Regions from separate parts of the Mus musculus genome. Here region 2 is linked to region 1. The links are chromatin contacts, called in public HiChIP or PLAC-seq maps. All regions are on one chromosome and are shown on one strand. The core of a region is the stretch at or near the end of the contact, and the rest is flanking DNA. Distances in the headings are between cores, read along the strand shown.

Evidence for each region. HiChIP or PLAC-seq counts read pairs in DNA pulled down with a chosen protein or histone mark.
Region 2: a contact with region 1 is called in an H3K4me3 HiChIP or PLAC-seq map of bone marrow-derived macrophages, with 5 times the contacts expected there. The contact joins the enhancer-like site here to the promoter of Iqgap2 in region 1. A contact is called at or near these places in 17 of 39 promoter capture datasets (the 3T3-L1 cell line, 3T3-L1-derived adipocytes, the HPC-7 cell line and 11 more), 47 of 484 Hi-C or Micro-C datasets (the 3T3-L1 cell line, the AML12 cell line, CD4 T cells and 33 more), 33 of 115 datasets of contacts at active chromatin or transcription factors (the HPC-7 cell line, astrocytes, bone marrow-derived dendritic cells and 24 more) and 5 of 9 other capture datasets (adipose tissue, bone marrow-derived macrophages, embryonic stem cells and 2 more).

What each region holds. Positions count from the first base shown.
Region 1 is chr13:95,889,753-95,894,290 of GRCm38.p6, forward strand. It overlaps Iqgap2 (IQ motif containing GTPase activating protein 2), which reads right to left and starts at 2,170. Exons shown (of 36, transcript NM_027711.1): 1 at 1,912-2,170. The coding sequence starts at 1,957.
Region 2 is chr13:95,792,475-95,797,012 of GRCm38.p6, forward strand. The region is part of intron 2 of Iqgap2 (IQ motif containing GTPase activating protein 2); the gene reads right to left. Among named protein-coding and RNA genes, the nearest start is that of Gm32702, 31 kb to the left of the region's middle. Within about 2 kb of position 2,032, at least 22 of the 459 cell types and tissues checked have an H3K27ac peak or open chromatin away from gene starts, as enhancers often do. A contact at or near this core is called in DN3 thymocytes, bone marrow-derived macrophages, embryonic fibroblasts and 4 more, where this site is marked.

The DNA of each region.
Region 1 (4,538 bases), core at 920-3,419:
AAAATGTTCATTTAAACGGTAATAGCCAGCTATAATATTAAACGTTTCATATTTCACATATCCATATATTCCAGTATGGATAACACATAAGCACATATTCCCCATTTTAACCGTGTTGAATCAATGGAGAACGGGATTGGCTAAGCCCAAGGAAGCTAAGTGACTCCAACAACAGCACCCCGCCCTGCCACTCCAGATCAGCGCAGAAACTTAGAGGAAGATTTCTCAGGAATGTGGCTCATTCAGCAGAGCAGGCGTCAGGCTTGCCAAATCAATGCCTCCTTGATTAGTCTTCTAAGGCACGCTGCAGAGACAGGCTGGTTCAATAAAAATCAGGCATCATATCAGATGCCCATGCAGGGGCTAATGGAAATGCTGCATTCCTGATCCACATTCATCCCCTTCACATTGTGCATAAAACGGGGATAACGCAGACCGTGTGATGTCAAACCATCTTGTAATGTGTGCTCGCCTAGTTACAGATCTTTTAGTCATCTTAACAGCGCAACACGGTGAAGTCACCCTCTGTCCCAAGAGCTTGTCACAGGAAAGGACTCCCAAAGACCTGAGGTTGACACTGCAAGCACCAGATGAGCACAGGGCTCCTCCTCCAGCCCCAGGAGCTCTCTGAGTGGTTTATCCACTGCAAACTGGGCAGGCTGCAAGCAAAATGCTGGGTGGCTGAATGCATTTTCTCACTTTACAGAAACTGCAGCTGGCTCCTTGCTGTCACAAGGAAAAAACAAACCTCTCACCTCTGACAGTCCCTTCCAAGACTGGGATGTGTGTGTGTGTGTGTGTGTGTGTGTGTGTGTGTGTGTGTGTGTGTGTGTGTGTGTGTGTGTGTGTGAGAGAGAGAGAGAGAGAGAGAGAGAGAGAGAGAGAGAGAGAGAGAGAGAGACTGACTGACTGACTTAGGGAAGTTGGCGACCCTCTTCCAAAAATTTCATCCGTGCTCCTACCAAACACCACAAACCACATGAACACACTAACTCTGTTGCAGTTGTCACCACCTTAACCTAAACCTGGTACTGCGTCTAACAAGACCAGTCCAAGCAAAAGATTAACCCATGGTTCGTGGCCATGCGTTTGTCGACAGGGCCAACCCGGGAGAAGAAGCCAGCGTTCTGTTTGTTTTAAAGGAAATACTTCCTAGCGCATATTTAGGACTCTGAACTCTGCACAAGGGGCCACGTGGTTGGCGATAATCTGGCTCCCTCTTGTTAGTCAAAGCCACCTCTTTCCGCCGCCGGCAGCCCGGGGCTGGGTAACCGACACCGTCACTTTCAATCAGACCGGCTCAGAGTCTGTCCTTACAGAAATCCTCCCGCGCAGGAGATCGGGGGCGGGGAGAGCCACCGGGAAAGTGGCTGGGGGCGGTACGTGTCCCTGGAGGCCTTGGCTGGAAGGGCCTCACACCTGTGGGGCCTAAGTGGCTCTAGCTGCTCAGGTGAGGCCCAAAAGAGACTAGTAGGAGAAGCCTGCCCTTCCAGGAAAGTGCCTTCACCTCTCGCAGAGCGCGCGGGCACAGGAGCTGCGCTGCCCACCTGTAGCGACAGCAAACAAACTTTCCGCCCCTTTTGGGTGGGAAGCATCGGATCCCCTACGCCACCCTCTGGCTCGAGCCGGCAGCGCCCAAAGCAAGGCGGGCTCCTCACCTGATACCCCTAAACCACAACCTGATCTGCACCAGAGCTGCTGAGGCTTGCGAGGTGGAGGGACTTAGCTGGAAGCTGCAATTAGGAATTTGGAAGAAAGGGGCTTGGAAATCCGCGCCCTGCTCCTTTGCAATTCCAATTCTCAACTTTGCCAGCCGCTGCCCTCCGCAGCGCGCCCTCAAGCCCCTCGGCCTCCCCAACGCCGTCCCAGGGAGAGGGGCGCCCCGAGATCAACGGGAGCCCGAACACTCACAGCCGTAGCGGGGCCGTTGCAACGACGGCAGCTCTTCGTGCGGCATCCTGCGCTGCTCTGGGGGCCCTCCCGGGGAGCGCCCCCCGTGGTTTCCCTCGCTGGCCAGGCTCGCGGGCTCCGCGCCCGGCGGGCGCGCTCCGATCCCACCTCTGGGCTGCCCTCGCCCGGCTTCTCGGAGCTGACCGCTCCGCTCCCTCGGTGCTCCTTCACTCGCGCCTGCGGCGGCCGCGTCTCGCTGACACCGGGGCAAAAGTGAACTATCTCCTCCCTCGCTCGCTCGCTCGTTCGCCCGCCCGCCCGCCCGCCCGCCCGCGGGCCGTACCGCCTCCCCCAGCAGGTTTCCTTTCTCCTCCCGCCCGGCCCCGTTATTCACCGCGGTGGGAGCGCGCCGCCGTGCAGCGACCCCTACTGGCCGCACAGCGCAGCGCCCGGTTGCGAGGACCCGCCTCCCGCGAGAGGAAGGGGCTGAGAGGCACCCTGGACCCCTGCAGCTGGAGCCCAGCGCACAGATGGAGGGCGACTTGGAGCATCCGGAGGGTGGAAGTGAACCAGCGCAGGGAAGAGCAAGAAAAACCACAGCAGACCACAGGCACCCAGTTCGCCTGGGTGTTGCTCAGTGACTGAGAGACAAACATTGCAGTTCCTTTTCCTCTAGAGAGATTGCACGGGGACAACCCTCACACACTCACCTCCCCACCCCACCCCCGAGCCCCGCGAGCGCCTGCTTCTCGCATTTAGGGGTATAAACGAAAGTTGTTTATGACTTTTGGCTTACGAGACACAGGATTCCCCTTTCTTGACAAGAAACGGTAAGGGTGAGCTCGTGCGCGGGCTGCAGGAGCAAGATTAACAGCCTCCAAACAACACTCAGAACACAACTGCCAGTCATCCGCCCACCCCTCTGCCAGCCCGCCCCCAATGTGCAAAACTGTCGCTCAGGCCCAGCCGGGGTCGCACAACCACAAACCCCTTTCCGGCTCAGCTTTTGAGACAGAAACCACAAGTAGCTGTTTTAAAAGCACGGTTTTCATGCGGTTGCTTGGAGCCTGGAGGAATGTGGGAGCCCCCCCCCCCCAAACATGGGCCACTGCTTTTTCACAAACGTGGGGCATGTGGGTGATCACATGACTGAAAAAAAATCATCAAAAGAGAGGGTCATAAGAGATGATTTAGCCGAAGAAAGGTGGTCTAGCGACACTAGTCACCTTTAATTAAGCAAATCTACAGAGAGCAGCCAGCTGCTTTCTGGGAGACACAATGAACTCTTGAAACTTGAAATTCAGACTCTTGGACCCCGCCCCGCCTCCAGTTCCGTTGGTCTGAGTTGAGGCTCATGAACTTGCGTTTCTCACAAGTGGTCAGTGAAGCTGAAGTTGTGCCAGCCTATGAGTTAGGTGCACAGGAAGAGGGAAGTCTCATCAGATGAGAGCGAGAGGATTCCCCACCCCCACCCCTAGAGACATTGGATTCTCACCCTGTTGGAATGGGATGAAAGGGATTTTCCTCCCCACAAAAGTAGATGCTTCTAATGCTATGGCCACAGGTCAGCAATACTCATCCTGTGACCAGCCTGTCAGCCAGGCTTCTTCCATGTCTCAGAGACGCCATGTTGGACTCTAAAACGCACTGCGTATTCTGTGCATCAAAGATGAACTCCTCACACATCAGTTCTCAGGATGAACACCAGGATGCAGGGCCTCAAGAAGTAGATGGTCTATGTGAGGAGAGGTGGGAGGAAATCGCTGTAAACCACAATGGCCTGAGAAGGTGGTATGATTTCAAAGTGTGGTGTCAGGTGGAGTTTGAAAATAGGCAAGAGTTGGGTGGAGAACATCCTATCCTAAGAGACAGGCAAGGATGGGAGCCATGAGCTGGAACCTGAGCTTGGGCTGGGAACCTATTACTAAGCAGCAGAGCACTTTCTGAATGTCAGACCAAGTGGTCGATTATGACAATTAAGGGACATTTGAGAGCCCTTAAAGGCGTTCTAGGGTGGTTTTGTTGTTTGTTTATTTTTGAGACAGGATCTTGCCCTACTTGTGACCCCACAGCCTCAATCTCCCAGGAGCTGGGCTTGCATATGAGGGCTACAACAACCACCCATGACTTCTTGGTTTTGAGCATAAGAATCGCAGAATGTTCTGGACTTGAGAAAAGGTGAGTTCTGGCCAGATTACAAAATGTATTAGAGCAAACAAGGTGGAGATGCTGATGTTGGATGGAAGGGGCTATAGAAGACGTTAGGAAAGAAGAGCTTCTATGAAGTTGACCTCAGGAAGCATGATGCTTTCTTGCAGACAGGCTGAAGGTCCTTCAATGCTAACAAGTCATAGGTGGGCTGGATAGAGTGAAATCTATCCTCTATGTTTGCATAAACACAAAGATGTAAGTGGGAAGATTGTAGTTCTAAGTTTGCTGGCTTCTGAGCGCTCTAGAGGATCTGGGGCTCTGTGACAGCTGATGTCACTGTGAGAAATTAATGCTAAGACACAATCTAAGGCAGTGTTTTTCTTTTCTTTTTTTTCTTCCTTTCTTTCTCTCTCTCTTTCTTTTTTTTAAAAGATTTATTTATTCTTATTTATATGAGTGAACTGTCTTCAGATATACCAGATAGTTGTGAGCCACCA
Region 2 (4,538 bases), core at 782-3,281, 97 kb before region 1:
ACCACGTGTCGGCCATTCAGCATCTGTAGACCAAAGCGAGGCGGCACACGCTGAAGGCACACACAATCCCTGTTTCAGCATGGGCAGAGGGAGCTCCAAGGAGCTGAGAACAGAACTTGGACCACAGACATCGATATGGAAGTGAGATGGAAAAGAAATGAAGAGATATGCTAATTATGGACCCTCCACCTTTGCCATAAGGGTATCAGTCATGAGAACAAATACCATGATGAGAAGACAGCGTTCGTGAGGTTGGCGACAGATGGATACAGAGAGACAAGATGAAGATGATAATTTCCAAACTACTCTGTTTCCCAGGTGTGTTGGTTGGAATATGCTTGGCCCAGATTGCCAGGCCTTGTTGGGATAGCTGTGGCCTTATTGGAGGAAGTGTGTCACTATGAGGATGGGTTTTGAGACCCTCCTCCTAATTGCCTGGAAGACAGTCTTCTCCTGGACTGCCTGCAGATCAAGATGTAGAACTCTCAACTCCTTCTCCAACACCGTGTCTTCCTGGATGTTGACATGCACCTATCTTGATGATAATGGACTGAACCTCTGAACCTGCAAGCCAGCCCCAGTTAAATGCTGTCCTTTATAGGAATTGTCTTGGTCATGGTGTTTCTTCATAACAATGGAAACTCTAACTAAGACACCAGGTAAACAGATTCATTGGTCAAGTAACTGAATCTTCTGAATTGGTTATTGAGTGCCTATCCACAGCACACAGAACATAAATTTACTTGACTATTAACCTTTTCACCCTACCCTGCAATTTCTGCTCCTTCAAGACACATAGGAATATATCTTTCGGTCAGTGTAAGAGTTTTATTTTTGCTACATTTTAAAAATTGATTCATTAAGAGGTAGGGAGATGGGTTAACAGTTAGGAGCACTTGCTGTTCTTCTAGAGGACCCTAATTTGGTTCCCAGCATCCATCCCAGACAGCTCACAACTGCCTGTAACTCTAGCTACAGGAATTCAGACACCTTCTTCTGGCTTCCACAGTCACCTGTGCACACACACACATGCGCACGTGCGCACACACACATGCACACGTGTACACACACACACACACACACACACACACACACACACACGCACACCTCACCTCATATGTGCCATGGGATACAGATAGAGGTCAGGGGACAACTTGGAGAAGGCAGTTCTCTCCTTTGACCTTGTGGGTTAAAAAGGTCAAACTCAGGCTGGCAGGCTGTGCAGGAGGCAGCTTTACCAGTGGTAAGCATTTGAGAACAAGTCCTATACAGCCACACCACAGATCCCTTTTCAGGGTTGAATGCTTCCTGCATCCAGGTTAGGTCATCTTTCGCTCTGTAAAATTGAGCGCACACACATTAAAGAAATTCAAGCATCTTGGACCTTCTTGAGTTAAAAGAGACTCAGATTTATAAGAATAATAAGCTACTGAATGTCCAAGGTCCTGCTCCATCCCAGTTACATGCGAGAAGGTTGCAGAAAGCAATGTGACCTAGCTTCCTTTCCTCCATTTGCTTGGATGATGAGTGGGGTTCCCTAGAGGAGGGCTCCTGCTTGCCTGTGGGAACCTGAGAACAAATCCACACTACCTCATTACCTGCATGGATGGTTCACTGTAAACACAGAAAGTTTTAGAAAGACTACGGACTTTAAGATTATTGATTCTTATCAGGGCATGAACAGAGACCTTATAAGAGAGAGCCTTCAAGTAACCTCCAACCAGCAACCTCTTTGGACTGCTAGAAATAGGAAGTTGTAGACCCATCTCAGACCTAAGGAATCGTACGTTCTGGGAATAGTCCACAGAAGCCTATGTTTTCCAGGGGATTTTTAAAGCAGCTAACATTTGAGACCAACGGAACTAGAACATTCCAAAATGCTACAGTGATGTGTGCTGATGGACCGACATGCCTGGTGCGCGCACACACACACACACATACACACGAGCACACAATGGATGCCAGCTCAGAATGCCTCTCTACAGGGGCTGCACAACTTCTACAAACCTTCAAACTTATCCAAGTTAGATCACTTCCTGGCAAGCAGTGACAGCAGACGCTGCCTAAAAATGAGTCATTTTCCAAAGTATGGAGGAGTTTTATGAAGACAGAATTTGTGACTCAGTTCTCTATTGTTTAAGTGGACAACGAGTTCTAGCCGTTACAAATTAGATTTTGCCTGCCTTTCACCAAACACAGACTCCGTAGCTGTAAATAAGGAGGAGGAAGATCAGAAACAGTGATGTGAATTGTGTTTTATGGGGAGCTGGCCTTGATCAATGGAAGTGCTATTACATGGTCACTAAGGTCCCAGACAGGAAATGTGTGACTTTCTTAGTAACGCTGACACAGTGAAAGGTGAGAAGAAAAGAAGACCTCATATTAGTTCTTCACAAACATTTTTGTTAGGAAATAAAAAATGCTCGTTCCCAGACAGCTGAGGTCAACGACAGAGCCACCAGTTTATGAACTGTGAGATTCAGCAGTTAAGACATCAGTTCCCTTCCAATTGACCCGTGGATTTAACCTGATAGCAGTCAAACTCTTAGTGGAATTCTTTAGAGGGTACAGAAGACATCATAGAAAGACAAACCAACAGAAAAGATTTTTTTTTAAGTTAATGAGCATATCACTTAATTTTACGACTTAGCATAGCATTGGTGAGAAACCCAGATCAACCAGAAGGGATAGAGTCCAGACACAGTCAACTGAGTTTTTGCAAAGATATTAAAACAACTCCGGGAAGAAAGGCCAGCCTTTCCAACCATGTGCTGGCACAGTTAAAAGTCCACGCGTGAAACCAACGAACCTCAGGTGCTGCCTTAAGTTATATCCAAAAAAATAACTCGCCAGCTGTGCGATAACTCGCCAGCTGTGACAGCGCACCCCTGTAATCCTAGTGCTTGGGAAGCTGAGGCAGGAGAATTAGGAGTTCAAGTCCAGCCAGGGCTACATAGCAAACCTCGGTCTCCAAAATAAAATCAAAATAAAGTAACTCAAGCTGGTATCAGAGTGAAGCATAAGGCTACCAAAGCTGTTAGAGATTGACATGGAATCTCCAGACCTCGGACCAGGCAAATAGATTTTAGATATGACAACAAAATCCAAGCCATAAAGGGGGGGGGGGAGATAGTTGACAAACTGGACTTCACCAAAAACTCAAGACATTTACTCCCAACAAAGGACCCATATTTAAAGATTTGGAGAACCACAAAGGTCAACAACAGAGAATCTAGGCTTTCTTTAAAAATGAGCAAAGTGTTTCAGACCCCTACAGGGCGTGCACATGGAAAGATCTGCCACAGAGGAAATGCACCAACAAGCTCTCCTGGCTGCAACCACACATCTGCCGGAACCACGCAGACAAACACACATGGAACACCTGCAGACATCCAGTGAATCGAAGTGCAAGACAGCCAGGAGGTGGTCATCCCAGAAAAAGGTTAGACAAGCTCCTGTCAACAGGAGTCACAGACTTTCCCTATGACCCAGAAGTCATACCTAGATAGTTATTCTGTAGAAATAGAAAGCAATATCCATTTTTAAAAGCCAACTGCACACAAATGCATGGAACGGCTCAATTTCTAACCATCCGCAACCCAGAGTGTACTAGCTCCCTCCAATAGATTATGCAGAAGTCTAAAGAGAAACAAGTGATCACTATACACAATGTGGATGTGTTTCCAGTGCCATGTGATGAGTAAAGCCAGTCTTTAAAGTTTACGTGATTAATAACCCCATTCATCTGATATCCTGAGAAAGAAAAAACCCCTATAGATCAGTAGCTACCATGTGTTAGGGAGGGAGAGAGTTGTGTTTTCCACACATGGGAGATTTGAGGAATATTAACGGTTCCTAGTACCAATAAATGCAAACATTAGAACTCATAGGATTAGATACCAAAAGTGAGTTAACAATGCATAATAACTTAAAAGTACGAAAATCTGAAATTCAGGGCTGCCCTGAGTTTCCTGAGAAAGCAGACTCATTTCTTGCTGGCTCTGGTGCAGGAATCTATCTTACTTTCAAATGATACATTTCTAATTGAAATTTTATGACTCGTACAGATTTAAGTATGCTTAAAACACAAAATGAAAACTCAGTCACAGTAACTCTGGGATACAAAGTCTTGACTAGTTTATAAAGTTTTCTTAACTAATTTTTAATATTCCCCTGACTATTCAGAAATGAACATTTGCAATGATTCTTCTCTGTGGTTCCTACTTCACCAGAAGTTTCTGAGAGACAGCTGATAGCTCTACAGGGACCTGGGCAAGCGAGCCCTGGCCAGCTGCTACCAGACAGCAATAGAGTTGTCACATTCTGATATACATCAAAGATGATGTCTAAACTTGCCCTATTTATCTGTCTTCTACGTCTGTTGTCTTCTGAGAATAGTTACATTAGGATTTTAGCGGGCCCTGCTATAAACCTGGGGCGTTTGATAAGGTTTTGACAATTTTTAAATTTAACTCGAATTAACAAATGAAAATGGCCCATCTACTCGATAGACAAGGTAATCTTTGAAGAATACATTC